Regions from separate parts of the Sus scrofa genome. Here region 2 is linked to region 1. A link is a contact called in public HiChIP or PLAC-seq data. All regions are on one chromosome and are shown on one strand. The core of a region is the stretch at or near the end of the contact, and the rest is flanking DNA. Distances in the headings are between cores, read along the strand shown. Region 1 overlaps SCARB2 (scavenger receptor class B member 2). Region 2 holds the start of SCARB2 (scavenger receptor class B member 2).

The links. HiChIP or PLAC-seq counts read pairs in DNA pulled down with a chosen protein or histone mark.
Region 2: an H3K27ac HiChIP or PLAC-seq map of alveolar macrophages shows a contact between it and region 1. The contact joins the promoter of SCARB2 here to the enhancer-like site in region 1. A contact is called at or near these places in 1 of 5 promoter capture datasets (liver), 7 of 47 Hi-C or Micro-C datasets (alveolar macrophages, fetal heart ventricle, heart right ventricle and 2 more) and 1 of 2 datasets of contacts at active chromatin or transcription factors (alveolar macrophages).

Annotation. Positions count from the first base shown.
Region 1 is chr8:71,861,453-71,868,329 of Sscrofa11.1, reverse strand. It overlaps SCARB2 (scavenger receptor class B member 2), which reads left to right. Exons shown (of 12, transcript NM_001244155.1): 5 at 353-444; 6 at 6,488-6,607. Among named protein-coding and RNA genes, the nearest start is that of NUP54, 32 kb to the right of the region's middle. Within about 2 kb of position 2,804, at least 5 of the 83 cell types and tissues checked have an H3K27ac peak or open chromatin away from gene starts, as enhancers often do. A contact at or near this core is called in alveolar macrophages, where this site is marked.
Region 2 is chr8:71,906,554-71,913,430 of Sscrofa11.1, reverse strand. It overlaps SCARB2 (scavenger receptor class B member 2), which reads left to right and starts at 2,970. Exons shown (of 12, transcript NM_001244155.1): 1 at 2,970-3,406. The coding sequence starts at 3,290.

The DNA of each region.
Region 1 (6,877 bases), core at 1,555-4,054:
ATGCTTTTGTGGGGGCTGGCAATAACTGAAATCCAGAATTTCAGTGGCCGGTCTGAAATCCATAGGACAGATGATCTGGCAGGCTGGAAACTCAAGTAGGATTTCTACATTGCTGTCTTAAAGAGAATCCCTTTTTCTCTAGGAAACCTGTTTGCTTTTAAAGCCTTCAGCTGGTTGGACGAGCCCACCCATATTTTCAACAGTGATCTCATTTACTTAAGGGAACTCTAGAAAATATAGCAGCCTCTAGAGTATTGTTTGACAAAAGGACTGGGTACCATAGCCTAGCCAAGCTGACACATAAAATGAACCATCACAGTTACTTTAGTTGACCATATTCACTCATTTTCAGAAAAATGGCACTAACGATGGAGACTACGTCTTTCTAACTGGAGAAGACAATTACCTTAACTTTTCCAAAATTGTGGAATGGAATGGAAAAACGTAAGTGTAATGATTTATTGGTGTAATTAATTTTTTTCAATTTTCATTTAAACCGAATGTCCACTTCTGCTTTATTTTAAAAAAAATTTAGCAGTATCATTTTTTGGATGAAAAAATACCTATCTATACATTTTAAAATCTATAATTATGTAAAATAGCCTACAATATAAATAATATAGTATGACTGTGTACAATTATTATTTTCTAATTCAAAATTGGGGGTAGGGTACTTCACAAATTAAATATTCATCATTTGTAAGTGTCTTGTGACAAGGCAAGAATCACAAAGCCAGGGAAGTTTTCACTCTCGGTCTTAGTCTCTGAATGATGCATAGCTGCAGCACAGATACATTTCAAATCACTGCTTTTTTTTTTTTTTTTTTAGGGCCACACCCACTGCATATGGAGGTTCCCAGGCCAGGAGTTGAATCGGAGCTGTAGCTGCTGGTCTGTGCCACAGCCACAGCAACGCAAGTTCCAAGCCGCATCTGTGACCTACACCACAGTTCATGGCAACACCGGATCCTTAACCCACTGATCAAGGCCAGGGATTGAACCTGCATCCTCATGGATGCTAGTCCGTTTCATTAACCGCTGAACCACAATGGGAACTCCTGCTTGTTTTGAGGGAAGGAAAGAAGCTCTCTTAATTTAATTTAGTGATTGTGCTTTGTGCGTTTTTCTTTTAAATTGAAAAACCTTTCAGTTCGTATGACAGCATTTCAAAATATTTTAGTATGTATAATTTACGAACAAACTACCTCCAAGAAGGAACTGAAGCTGCTTGCAATAAAGCCACACATAAAGCAAAAAGATTTTTTTGTAAGTCATAGAAATTAGACGTCTTTGAGACTTCTTTGAGAGAAAAGAGGGCTAATTCTTCAGGGATTATGGTAAGAGAAATCCTGTTCATGAACATTCAGTTAACTTGAAGCTTCCCAGAAATACAGGCCGAAAAAAACTGGTGTGGAATATTAGCTTCACTACTTTTCCGTAAAGCTACAACTGCTTTTAAATTAAAAGTTTATTTAGATTTTTAAAAACACTCATACATATACATTTGTGTACACACACACACACAAACACACACACACACTCTGCCTAGAAAAGAAGAACCCTGAAAGCATAACACTGGCAACAATGTTGCCTTTGGAGGGGAATCAGATGACTGGGCACTGGCTTAGGAGGGATATTTACTTGTACACAGGATATGGCTGGATTTTGGTTTAAACCCAATCTGTTACTTCCTAGTCTTTTAAGGGGGTTAATCCTTTTATATGCATATTGTAATACTGATACATTTATAACATAATGATATATTATTTGATATAAGTAGACTCATCTTTGACATTCTTTTTCACCCTTAGCTCATTTATGTCTATTCTGTCCTTAGATTAACAATATATATTTTCCTAACAAAACTAAAGCTGTGTATTTTCTCTTTTTCCATTAACTTTGCCTGTTTCTTCTCTTTCTTTCTTTCTTTTTTTTTTTTGCTTTTTAGGGCTGCACCTGTGGCATATGGACATTCCTAGGCTAGGGGTCCAACTGGAGCTGCAGTTGCCAGCCTACGCCACAGCCAGAGGGGTGCTGGATCCGAGTCGTATCTGTGACCTACACCACAGCTCACAGCAACACCAGATCTTTAACCCACTGAACAAACCTAGGGATCACACCCCCCATGGATACTAGTTGGGTTCCTTATCACTGAGCCGTGATGGGAGCTCCAAACTTGGCCTATTTCTGAACACACATAGACACACAAACATACACACACACCCCGCTTTTGTGTTATTCTTGTCTACAACTTGTTTCACCTTCTTATGAAGCCAAATATAAGTAAAAGTTCATTATTTTATAGTAAATAATTAAATGTACTAAGGTTTTTTTTCTTATTAGGATTGCACCTGCGGCATATGGAAGTTCCTAGGCTAGGGGTCAAATCAGAGCTGCAGCAGCTGGCCACAGCAATGCCAGATCCGAGCCACATTTTCAGCCTACACCGAGCTCATGGCAATGTCAGATTGTAGCCCACTGAGTGGGGCCAGGAATCAAACCCTCATCCTTATGGATACTAGTCGAATTCTTAACCTGCTGAATCACAACGGGAACTCCCCAACATATTTTATTAGGTTTTTTTCCTTCTCATATCTTCCCCCTGGGGTTAGTTTCTTCTTGCTGAAGATCATTAATACAGCGGTTCTCAACAAGAGGCAGTTTTGCCCCCAGAGGATAGTGGTGATGTCCAGATACATTTTTGGTTGTCATAACTGGAGCTAGCCACTGGCATCTCCTGGGTGGAGACCTGGGATGCCTCTGAACACCCTGCAGTGTAAAGGACAGACCGCCCACAGAGTTATCAGGCTCGAAATGTTAGTAGGTTGAGAAACCCTCTATTAGTGATCTCAGAGAGACAGCAGTGAGTGACAGCTTGGAGTGAGATCTTAATTGTCTGCTCAGGAATTGAACCTGGGCAGCCTGGATGAGACCCAGGAGCCCTAACCACTAGATTAGCTCAAGGCTGAGAGTAGAATTGCCCTGATTCTTGCCCCCTGTTCAAAGCAAGAATGTTTCAAGGAGGCAAAGGCTATAGAAACAGGAGGAAGTTTCTTGTTATGAGTCACAGTACTGGAGTTCCCGTCGTGGCGCAGTGGTTAACGAATCCGACTAGGAACCATGAGGTTGCGGGTTCCGTCCCTGCCCTTGCTCAGTGGGTTAACAATCCGGCGTTGCCGTGAGCTGTGGTGTAGGTTGCAGACGCGGCTTGGATCTTGCGTTGCTGTGGCTCTGGTGTAGGCCGGTGGCTGCAGCTCCAGATTCAGCCCCTAGCCTGGGAACCTCCATATGCTGCGGGAGCGGCCCAAGAAATAGCAAAAAAAGACCAAAAAAAAAAAAAAAAAAAAGAGTCACAGTACACCATGTGGGAGAGCACACAGAGGAATCCTGTTTATTTAAGTCAGAAGCAAAGCTGTAATGCACGCCCTAAAGAGGAGTGTGGGTGTCGGAGTCAGAGTCCCCCTCAGTGAGGAGCAAGCCAGAGCTGATTTAAATCACTTATATAGGACAGTTCTTCTGGGTCTTTGTTTACCTTTAGCCAATTGTCCTGTTTTAATTCTCACACCTGACTGGACACAGGACCCTCCCCAACATGCGTGCGCATCTTTTGACAAAGATGGATTCCAGGGCAAAGGGTGCCAGGAGGTATCAGGACTTATATGGCCTGGCGCCCCCTCCCTTTCTGACCCCGAGAGTCTTACTGCACATGTGTAATTGGGGAGCTCTCCTTGACCCCAGGAGTGATTGAATGGTCATCTTTCTAGATGGAACATGAAACAAGGCCTAAAAGGACACAGACTCCCTCTTATCAAGCAGGCCCATGTAACGGATAAGTTCCCAAAGACAAAGATAAGCCCCAAGGCCACAGACTACAAGGCTCAGCCAAACGCCCCTGTCTATAAAAAATCAAGCACTCCCCTGCAGCGGGGAAGTCTCGCCTGCTCAGGGCTTGAGACCACTGTGTTGGTCAGCAGACTTCCCTGGCAATCTCATTGCTCCAGCCTCTGCCTTCTCCTTCTTCTAACAATCTTATCTCTCCACTCCGGCTGAGCTTGGCTCCTTCACCTCTTTCCTTGAGGTGTCAAAGAGAAACAAGGCCCAGTTTCCTTGGCCTAAGGAGTCCCAGCTCTTCCCAGCCCAGGGACCCATCTGCCTCCTGCCTCCTTAGTAGTTCTTTCCGTAAGGATCTGTGGGTGTTATACTTTCTTAGACATTGCATATTTAAAAGATCTTTATTTCACTCTTAATTTTCAATGATTTTCATTGGGTGTAGAGTTCTAGGTTGACATTTAGAAATTAAGAAGCTATTACTCCATTGGCTTTTTTTTTTTTTTTTTTTTTTTGTCTTTTTAGGTCCACACCTGCAGCATATGGAGGTTCTCAGGCTAGGGGTTGAATCAGAGCTGTGGCTGGTGGTCTACATCACAGCCCAGCAATGCCAGATCCTTAACCCACAGAGCGAGGCAAGGGATTGAACCTGCATCCTCATGGATGCCAGTTAGATTCATTTCCATTGAGCCACAACGGGAACTCCCTCCATTGGCTTTTGATATCTTTTTCCTTGACCTTTTGCAGTTTTACTACAACATATCCAGGTTTGAATTTATTTTATTTACTGCATTTGGCCCTTGGGGCATACTTTTAATCTAAGGCCTCATATCTTTCTTAAGGTTTGGAAAACTTTCAGCAATTGCCTCTTAAATTATTGCTTCTCTGTTATTCACTCTGTTCTCACTACCCTTCCCCAAACTCCTATTAATTGTTCATTGGAGCCCCTTGATATATTCTGTATAGCTTGATCCTTTAATTTTTAACCTTTCTGAGTTTATATTTGCATAAATTCCTTAGAACGATCTTTCATTTAGCCATTTCTCTGTGCCAACTACGTGCCAATAGAGTTTATCCCTATGTTGAGGTTTTCTTTCAGAAACTATTTTTATGCCCCGAGATTTCTATTTTTCATTCTTTCAGTCTTTCTACTCTTACTTCATTCTTTCCTTTTTATTTTTAATAACATACCATTCTTTTCTAAGGATGTTTTGCTTTCGCTTGTCTCATTGAGGATGCTAAACACATTTATGTAAAGTATTAGCTGGATTGTTCAATTATTTTAATTTCTTCTAAGATGAATTCATCTTACTGTTGGTTTTGTTGCCTGTCTCTTAGCATGTTGCAATGTTGGGAGTTCTCGCTGTGGTGCGGTGGGTTAACGATCCAGCTTTATCTCTCCAGTGGCACCAGTTTGATCCTGGGCCTGGTGCAAAGAGTTGAGGGTCTGGTGATGACATAGCTGTGGCATAGGGTGCAGCTGTGGCTTGGATTCAATCCCTGGCCCAGGAACTTCACATGCTGCGGGCGCAGCTGAAAAAGAAAACAAACAAACAAATGATGATTGGCAGAATTATTTTAGTTGGGAAGTCTGTCTGTTACCTATCCATCCATCCATCCATCCATCTATCCATCTATCCATCCTCTCACCTCTTCCTAGGTAGCACTTTTGCAGGTGCCTCCATTAGCCAGTACACATTATGGGCTCCCGCCAAAGAATCAACAGGCAGCTTGATTCACATTCTGTTTGTGAGGCTGTGTCTGCGGCATCCTGTCTCCCAGCAACTCAGCTTTGCTTTCTTTGGCCTCTCCTGCTGAGCAGAAAAACCCCTGCCCCCAGACCCTGATTTCAAGCCCTTGATGGACCACTTTTAATTCTTATTAACCTTAGGAGCTGGACTCAGAGATCTTTCTCCTGGCCCAGTGGGCTGGCAGTTTTAGCCCTATTCACCACTTGGCATTTTTCACCTTTCATTATCTAGGGAGATGTTTGTTAGTGTTTGAATAGCAAGTAGAGCTTTTAAATGTTCCCTTTTTGTGTTTTATCAGCCACTACTCTGTTTTTACTTGGCCCTCAATTCATGAACTTAGACTGATGCCTCCTTGACCAGATGTTGGAAGAATTACTATTTATGACCCATCCTTTCCTGTATTTTGCATTTTGGACCATTATTCAAGGAATTAATTTTTAAAAACCCTCCATCTCAAATGTGCTCTTAGCGAGTACAGAGTCAATTCAGCATTACGCTTTTCTGTGACCCTAGAGAAATCCTCCATTAGCTGTTGGTAGGGGAGACAGTTGACGCTCTGTCGTGAATGTTATCTAAGTTAACATATCTGTCCAGAGCTTACCTGTCCACAGGCTGCTGTGAACAAGGCTGTTGTGAACACCGCATTGGGTCATAGCTTTAAGTAAATGGGTCTTCCTAAACCTCTACAAAAGATACTCTGTTTTAGAGGAAGGGAAGAGGGAAGAATGGATTTAGGGAGGTGGAGCCTGCTTTTCCCTCTCTTGATCTAATCTCTGACCAAATACCCTTGTGTCCATGTGTGAATAGGAGTCTGTGGGTAGCCAGGTCCTAGTCAAGTCTTGAAAAGTCCAGACCATTAAAAGAAGCCTGCGATCCAGTGTGACTCTTTGCTGTGCTTCCAATGACAGGTCTCTTGACTGGTGGACTGCAGACACGTGCAATATGATCAACGGGACGGACGGAGATTCTTTTCACCCATTGATCACTAAAGACGAGGTCCTTTATGTCTTCCCATCTGATTTTTGCAGGTAAGAACTTGAAAAATGAGTTATTTGACTGCAAGACCACCAAACATACGAGGAATATATGTAGCTACACTTATTTGGCAAGGATATTTATGTGTAGTCAGTGATCAATGATCATAGCATCCTGTGGTGACTCACAGCTCTGACTCCAGAGCCCGGATGTATTGTAACCAGTTCCACCACTTACAGCCATGTGACCTTGGGAAGATTATTTAGCCATTCTGTGCCTCACTTGCTTCATTTGCGAAAGAAGGGTAGGAATGGTTATCTACC
Region 2 (6,877 bases), core at 1,721-4,220, 45 kb before region 1:
GAGAAAGAGCTTTTTGTCCAGTTTGGATCAGAGTTTTAAAGGGGAAACAGCTCACAGACTGCTGACGAGGCGAAAATGAGGGCTCTTGTCCGAATGAGAGAGCCTCAAAGGGAAGGTAAACTGAGAGCCACTAAGCTGGAAACCCTGGTTCGGAGGCCCCCCCACCACCGAGGTGTGCTTACCAAATCTGGGTCCATCTCCCCATCCCCGCAGTCTGTTACTCCCCTAGGGACCCAGACAAGAGGCAAGAAGGGACCTGAATGAAGAATGAGGAGAAGCAGTGCCCCGGGATGGGTGGCCCAGGGCTGGACTGAGTGGGTAGCTATGCAGTTTGCCCTCAAGACTGGGGCCAGCAAAGAGGAAAGCTGGTCTTGTCTGGAGATGGGGGCGGGGGTGGGGGGTATCAATATGAGCATGAGTCACTGGGTGCCAAATACTCCAGCTGGGCAAGTTCCCAAATCTTCTTTCCAGTTAAGGCAGGAGAGGACACCCACGGGCTGCAGAGGACCCCACTCATACCTGGGGAGAGGACGAGTGAGGGTTCCTGCACCAGCAGAGCCCCGCAAGCAAACTGGGGCCCTGGACCGTCATCCATTAGCTGGAACCTAAAGCAGAGATGGAGGCGGAACAGGCCAGCCTCACGGCAGGATCGGGCGTAGGGAAAGGCTGCTGATGGTGCAAGAGGAATGACTGGGGGCCACCCAGGCCTCCTGGTCACGCGGTTTGGCAGAGTTGAATCATTTCAGACCCCACCCAGGCCTGGTTCTCTGGGGCTGCTGCTCAAAGACCTTAGGTAGCTACAGATGGGTAGAGTCGGGAATGGGCAGCTGTTGTCACTATCAAAGTCCCAGGCTCAGGCCTGCCCTCATAGTCTGCTCCAGTTATCTAAAACCAAGTAACATGCCAGAAACTAGGGCCATAAAAACAACAACAATCCTTTATTTTGCATTTCAGGCAGGGCCAGGAAGGGACTGCCCTGCCCCAGCGTGTCTGGGGCCCATGACTCAAATGGCCAGGGACAGCAGAGGGCTGGCAGAGCATCTCGCTGTATTCTCTCCCCTGTTCCCTCTAGCATGGAGGCCTCCTCAGGGTAGCTGGGCTTAGTGTTGGCTCAGGGCGATCATTTCCAGAGGCCCAGGCAGAAGCTGCAAGGTATTCATGATCTATCTTCAGGAGTTCCAGGATATGGTGGAATCACTAAATCAAGGCAAGTTCAAGGGAAACAGTATAGACCCCACCTGTCAATAGTAGGAGTGTCAACGTATCTGCCACCCACCCCCTTTTTTAATGGCCTCACTGGTGGCATATGGATGTTCCCCAGCCAGGGATTGAATCCGAGTCACAGTTGCAATACCAGATCCTTGAACCCACTGCTCCAGCCAGGGACTGAACTCGGGCCTCCACAGCCACCCAAGCCACTGCAGTTGGATTCTTAACTCACACACAGCAGGAACTCCCATTCGCCCCCATTTTGAAGGTATAGGGCATCTCACCTAGTCCTCAGCAGAGGCTCCCAGCTGAACCCACTGTTCCCAGGTTCTCACTGATAGCAGCTGGGAGGCAGCAACACACAGGGTAGAAAAACCGAGGGAGCTACCAGGCCTGCATTCTGGCCTAAGCAGGATCCACCACTCAGCAACTGGTTGAGCTTGTTAGATGACTTACCTCTCAGAGCCATGGCTTCCTTATGTACAAACTGGAAATACTACTACCATGGGGACCAAGAAAATGTACTTTTCAGGCCTTGCAGTGCTGAGCAGCCCTGACCCGGAGCCCTGTCACAGCCGCTGAGCCCTAAAATCTATCTGCTGTTGCTCATCCCAGCTTGGGACAGAGGCCAGTTTCCTGGGGCTGCTCCCAGTCATGACTAAGAAGCTGCTCCTGGAGGGTGCTGGATTCCTGGACCAGGCCATTTTGGCTTGAGGACACCCCCCCACCCCACACCACCCCCATAGGCCTTGCTGAACTTTCTTAGAGCTGCGCTGGGTACTTCGTCCTGTCCAGCCTTCCTTCCTTCCTTGCCGCGCTCCTGCACAGAAGCCACACCTGCGTGTCCTTCAAACGGTGCTCCTGTCACCCCTGCTCCTCTCTAACGCTGCTGGGATCAACAGCCCCAAGGCTGCTGCGGGTATTAAGTAGGTATGTGTTGGCGCCTAGCCAAGGACTGCCATATAGTTGCCATATAGTTGCCATATAGTTGGGTTCCCTCAACTAATGTTTATGGAGTCCCCGCTGCGCGCGGACTTTTAGTCTCGGTGCCTGGGACGTAGTATCGGTGAACCAGGCAGGTGAGAACCTCCGGGCCTCCTGCTTAGGCTTCTTGCGGATCCCCTCCCTGCGGTAAGATAAAGCCGCAATTCTTCTACGGGACACGGGAGCGCTTCCAAGTCTGACCCCAAGGGGGCCTCCACACCTCCCACCCCAACCTGCACACCTGAGCCTGCGGGCAAAGGAAGTTCCTTCTTTTCTCTGACCATCTTGCTCTCTCACCCCCAAGGTCGTACAGCTGTTTCTTCTCCAAATGCTGCCTCCCTCCTCGCACACACCCCTCACGTGACAAACCCTTACCCATCCCCCAAGTCCCAGTTCTGTTGTGGGGTCCTTGGTCACCCAGGCAGAGATGCTTGCGGGCACAGATCTCAGCAGGCACCCCATAAAAGCACTTGTTACACTGCGCTTTTGCTGCTGTAACAGTGTCTCCGTTAACTTGTGAGCTCGTCTAGAGCAGCGGCAGTGTCCTATCCAGGCTGAATCTGCCGGCGCGGCCCTTTGTAGGCCCGCAGCTCCGGACCGAGGAGCGGGGACAGCCCGGGAGGATACGCGGTTTTCCCGGGTGACCGCGGGGGCCTGCGGCGAGGGGGCGGGGGCGCGGCTGGCGCTGCGGGGACCGGCCGGGGTCGATCCGGCCGAATCGCAGCTGCTGCCGCGGGGCACATGACTGCGGGCTCAGCCCCCGCCCCGCCCCGCCCGCTTCCCGGCGCAGCTGCCCGCTGTCTCCTCCCGGGGCTGCGGCGAGCCGGGCCGGCCAGCGTCCCCACCCTGCGCGCTCCCTCCCCACCGCCGCTGCCGGGGCGGGGGAAAGCGAAACCAAAGCGACCCTTCCACTCCGCGCCGGCAGGCCGGGTGCATCGAGGCCGCGATCGTCCAGCCGCGGAGCGGGGAGCGGCGAGCACCCGCCCGAGGGTCCCGGGTCTTCCGGCTGCTTACTGCGGCTGCGGGGGCGGCGGCGGTGCTCCTCCCTCCTTTCCCCTCCCGCCACCCGCCCCCCGGCCGGTGAGCGGTGCGCAGGATGGGCAGGTGCTGCTTCTACGCGGTGGGGACGCTGTCCCTGCTCCTGCTGGTGACCAGCGTCACGCTGCTGGTGGCCAGAGTCTTCCAGAAGGCCGTGGACCAGGCGATCGAGAAGGTGAGGCGTGTGTGTGTGTGTGTGTGTGTGTGAGAGAGAGAGAGAGAGAAGGCGCTTGAGTGCTGGGGGCACACTTCCACCCCACTCCCCACTGCTGAACCTTGTCCAGGGAGGATCTGTGCCCGGGCAAACCCTCTGGACCAGAGCCCTTTTTTCGCCCTCGCCTTCTCGGGGTGGGCTGGAAAGGGTTAAAGAAGGATGGCGAGGAATGGCACTGACCGTGTTCCTTTTAGAATAATAAGACTCTGGATCTCGACTTTTTAAAAGGCTAGCCCTTATATTCCACCATTTGCATTCCCCCACCCCCACCCCAGGCCCTCCCTTTGCCCCATCACTGTTGGGCCCAAGCTCGTTTCCCTCCGACTTCATGAAGAAATAAAACTAAATGAAAGACACCACAGCTGGAACAGGTTTTTGGCTGCTTGCTGAGGCCTCTGAAGTGGTGTGGGGCTGAGGAGGAAAAGCGGGTGTGTGGTCTATTGTGTTCTTGCCTTCCTGGGCTGGGCCTCGCATTGGGTAGCCAGGCCAGGCCTCTGGGGTGGGTGACATTTCAGTGCTCACCCACAGACTTAGCCGGTTCGGTCAGAACCAACATCCTCCGTTGCTTTGTCTCACTCATGGTTCTTCCTCTTCAACAGCGGTAAACCTCAGGCAAAGATGCATTTCGATTCATAACAGAATCTGAGCCAGTCCCGTCCACCTAGGTAGGTGGGCTGGAGAGCTCGTCATTTCAGATTTCTCCATCCTATGGCTTCCCCAGGAGTCATTTCTTCTGCCCTGTCACCCACATCCACCAATCTGTGTGGAAAGATGAAAAAGAGAGTTACTGAGACACTTTTTCCTAAAACAAAAGGGAAAGAAAGAAAAAGATTGGAGCAGCCTTTCTCCTTAGCACCCATAACTTCATGCCTCGTTTCTCCTGCTGGTTAACTCTTGCTCCTGGCCGGATAAAAAAGCCCAGGCTACCTCCGGATTTGATCACTGCATTCCCAGTTAGCAAGATTGTTTCATTCTAGGTGGCAACAGGCATATTTCTTTAATACAGGTTTCTTTTTTTCTTTTTGCTTTTTTCTAGGGCCAATCCCTGGGCATATGGAGGTTCCCAGGCTAGGGGTCTAATCAGAGATGTACCTGCCAACCTAGGCCACAGCAACTCCAGATCCAAGCCACGTCTGCGACCTACACCACAGCTCACGGCAGCACCAGATCCTTAACCCACTGAGCAAGGCCAGGGATCGAACCTGCAATCTCATGGTTCCTAGTCGGATTCGTTAACCACTGAGCCACACCGGGAACTCCTACTAGAGGCTTCTAGAACCCATCAGTTAGGAGTTCCCATTGTGGCTCAGTGGTTAATGAACCCCGGACTAGTATCCATGGGGACTTGGGTTCCATCCCTGGCCTTGCCCAGCGGGTTGAGGATCTGCCATTACTGCCAGCTTGTGGTGTAGGTCAGAGGCTCAACTTGGATCCCAAGTTGCTGTGGCTGTGGTATAGGCAGGCAGCTGTAGCTCAGATTGGACTCCCAGCCTGGGAACCTCCATATGCCACAGGTGTGGCCCTAAAAAGAAAAAATAAAATAAAATAAAAAAAAGCCATCAATTACTTGAAATCTGATAGTTAAAGGCAATTTTTAAAAGATGCCATTGCAGGAGTTCCTGTTGTGGCTCAGTGGTTAACGAATCCGACTAGGAGCCATGAGGTTACGGGTTCGATCCCTGGCCTTGCTCAGTGGGTTGAGGATCTGGCATTGCCGTGAGCTGTGGTGTAGGTCAAAGATGCGGCTTGGATCCCGCATTGCTGTGGCTCTGGCATGGGCTGGTGGCTACAGCTCCGATTGGACCCCTAGCCTGGGAACCTCCATATGCCGTGGGAGCAGTCCAAGAAGTGGCAAAAAGACCAAAAAAAAAAAAAAAATGCCATTGCAAAGCATAGTTTATTTATTTATTTATTTTAAGTTCACATTGCCAAGGGGAGACAAAGCTTCTTAAAGGCCATTGTTTTCCCTGAGCACCTGTGTTCGGAGAAAAAGCTAAACCAAATTTCTCCACTCCCGGGCCCCTGCAAAGCCATGGCAAGATTGTTCAAGGATGTAACCTCTCTCCTGGGTGACTAGAGTTGAGCAATCCAATTATAGTCCATTGAATTTTCTTGCGTGGCTTTGAAAGGCTGTTTCAAGGGAGCCCGGCAGGACAGTTGATCGCCCCAGTGCCCTGGGTACTCATTACCAGCCCTCAGCCACTCTGTGGCTGTGTTCACGGGTGGGGGCAGGGAGGGGGGAGGCGCTATTAGGCAGCTTGGGTGGGGCTTGAGTGCGCGTTGATTTTTGGTGCTTTTCTCCCTGAGGCATGGACTCTGATCTGACTAATAAACCAAAGTACAGGGGAAGTGGACTTGCCGCATTCCTTGACCCTGTTAAGCAACCCTGCACAAGACGGAGTGTGCCAGGGAGAATTTCAGTGGACAGGCGAGGGGCTCTTGTGGGGCCAGAGGTCATTCATTGCTATATCATCACCATCCTGCTTTTCTGGATCACCTGTAGGGTGGTAGCATGAGAGGCGTGGGAAAGAGGAAGGACTTTGCCGGCCAATCTGTGGACATGAATCCTGACTCTACCAGCTACTATCTGGGTAACCTTGGGCTGGTGCCTAGCCTTTCTGGATTCTAGGTTTTTCTATCTGTAAATGGAGATCATAGCACCCCACGCAAATAGAGGGATTATAAGAATTATTAGAGAAAATGAGTGTACTTTTCATGGGTTATGGTCAGTATTATAGTTATATCATTTGGAAATGATACCGGTTTTATTTTTGTTAGAAGCCACGTAAGCAAAGAAAAAACAATACATGAGACTTGAGGAGTTCCCATTGTTGCTTAGCAGTAATGAACCTGACTAGTATCTATGAAGACTTGGGTTCAATCCCTGGCAGTGCTTAGTGGGTTAAGGATCCAACATTGCAGTGAGCAGTGGTGTAGGTGTAGATCAGCAGCTACAGCTCGGATTCAACCCCTAAGCCGGGGAATTTCCTATGCTGCAGGTTTGGTCCTAAAAAAAAAAGGAAAAAAATATGTAAGATTTGAAGTCAAATACCCTGTGTTCAGATCTTAGCTGTGACATTTCCAGCTTTTTGACTTTGGGTGACTTTCTGAGCCCCGGTTTCATGACTTGGAGAAGCCAGGATGTTAACCATCTTGGGCACAGCGGTGCATTTACCATGAAGCTCACAAAGCTTAAGCTTTGGGTCCCTCACCTACTCAGGCCCTTCCAAGGCCCTCTACCTAATTGTAGATCCGAAATTTTCTTTTCTTACGGAGGGCCTCCACGCACTGTAGAAGCCTCACACAAACCCAGGATCTGCCCCTCTGTGTGCTGTTGTGAGTGAGACAATATGTGTAAAGCATGGAGCACAGTGTCAGGCACATAATAGGTGATCAGTGAGGGCTGCCATCACTATTGCCATTAATACTGCT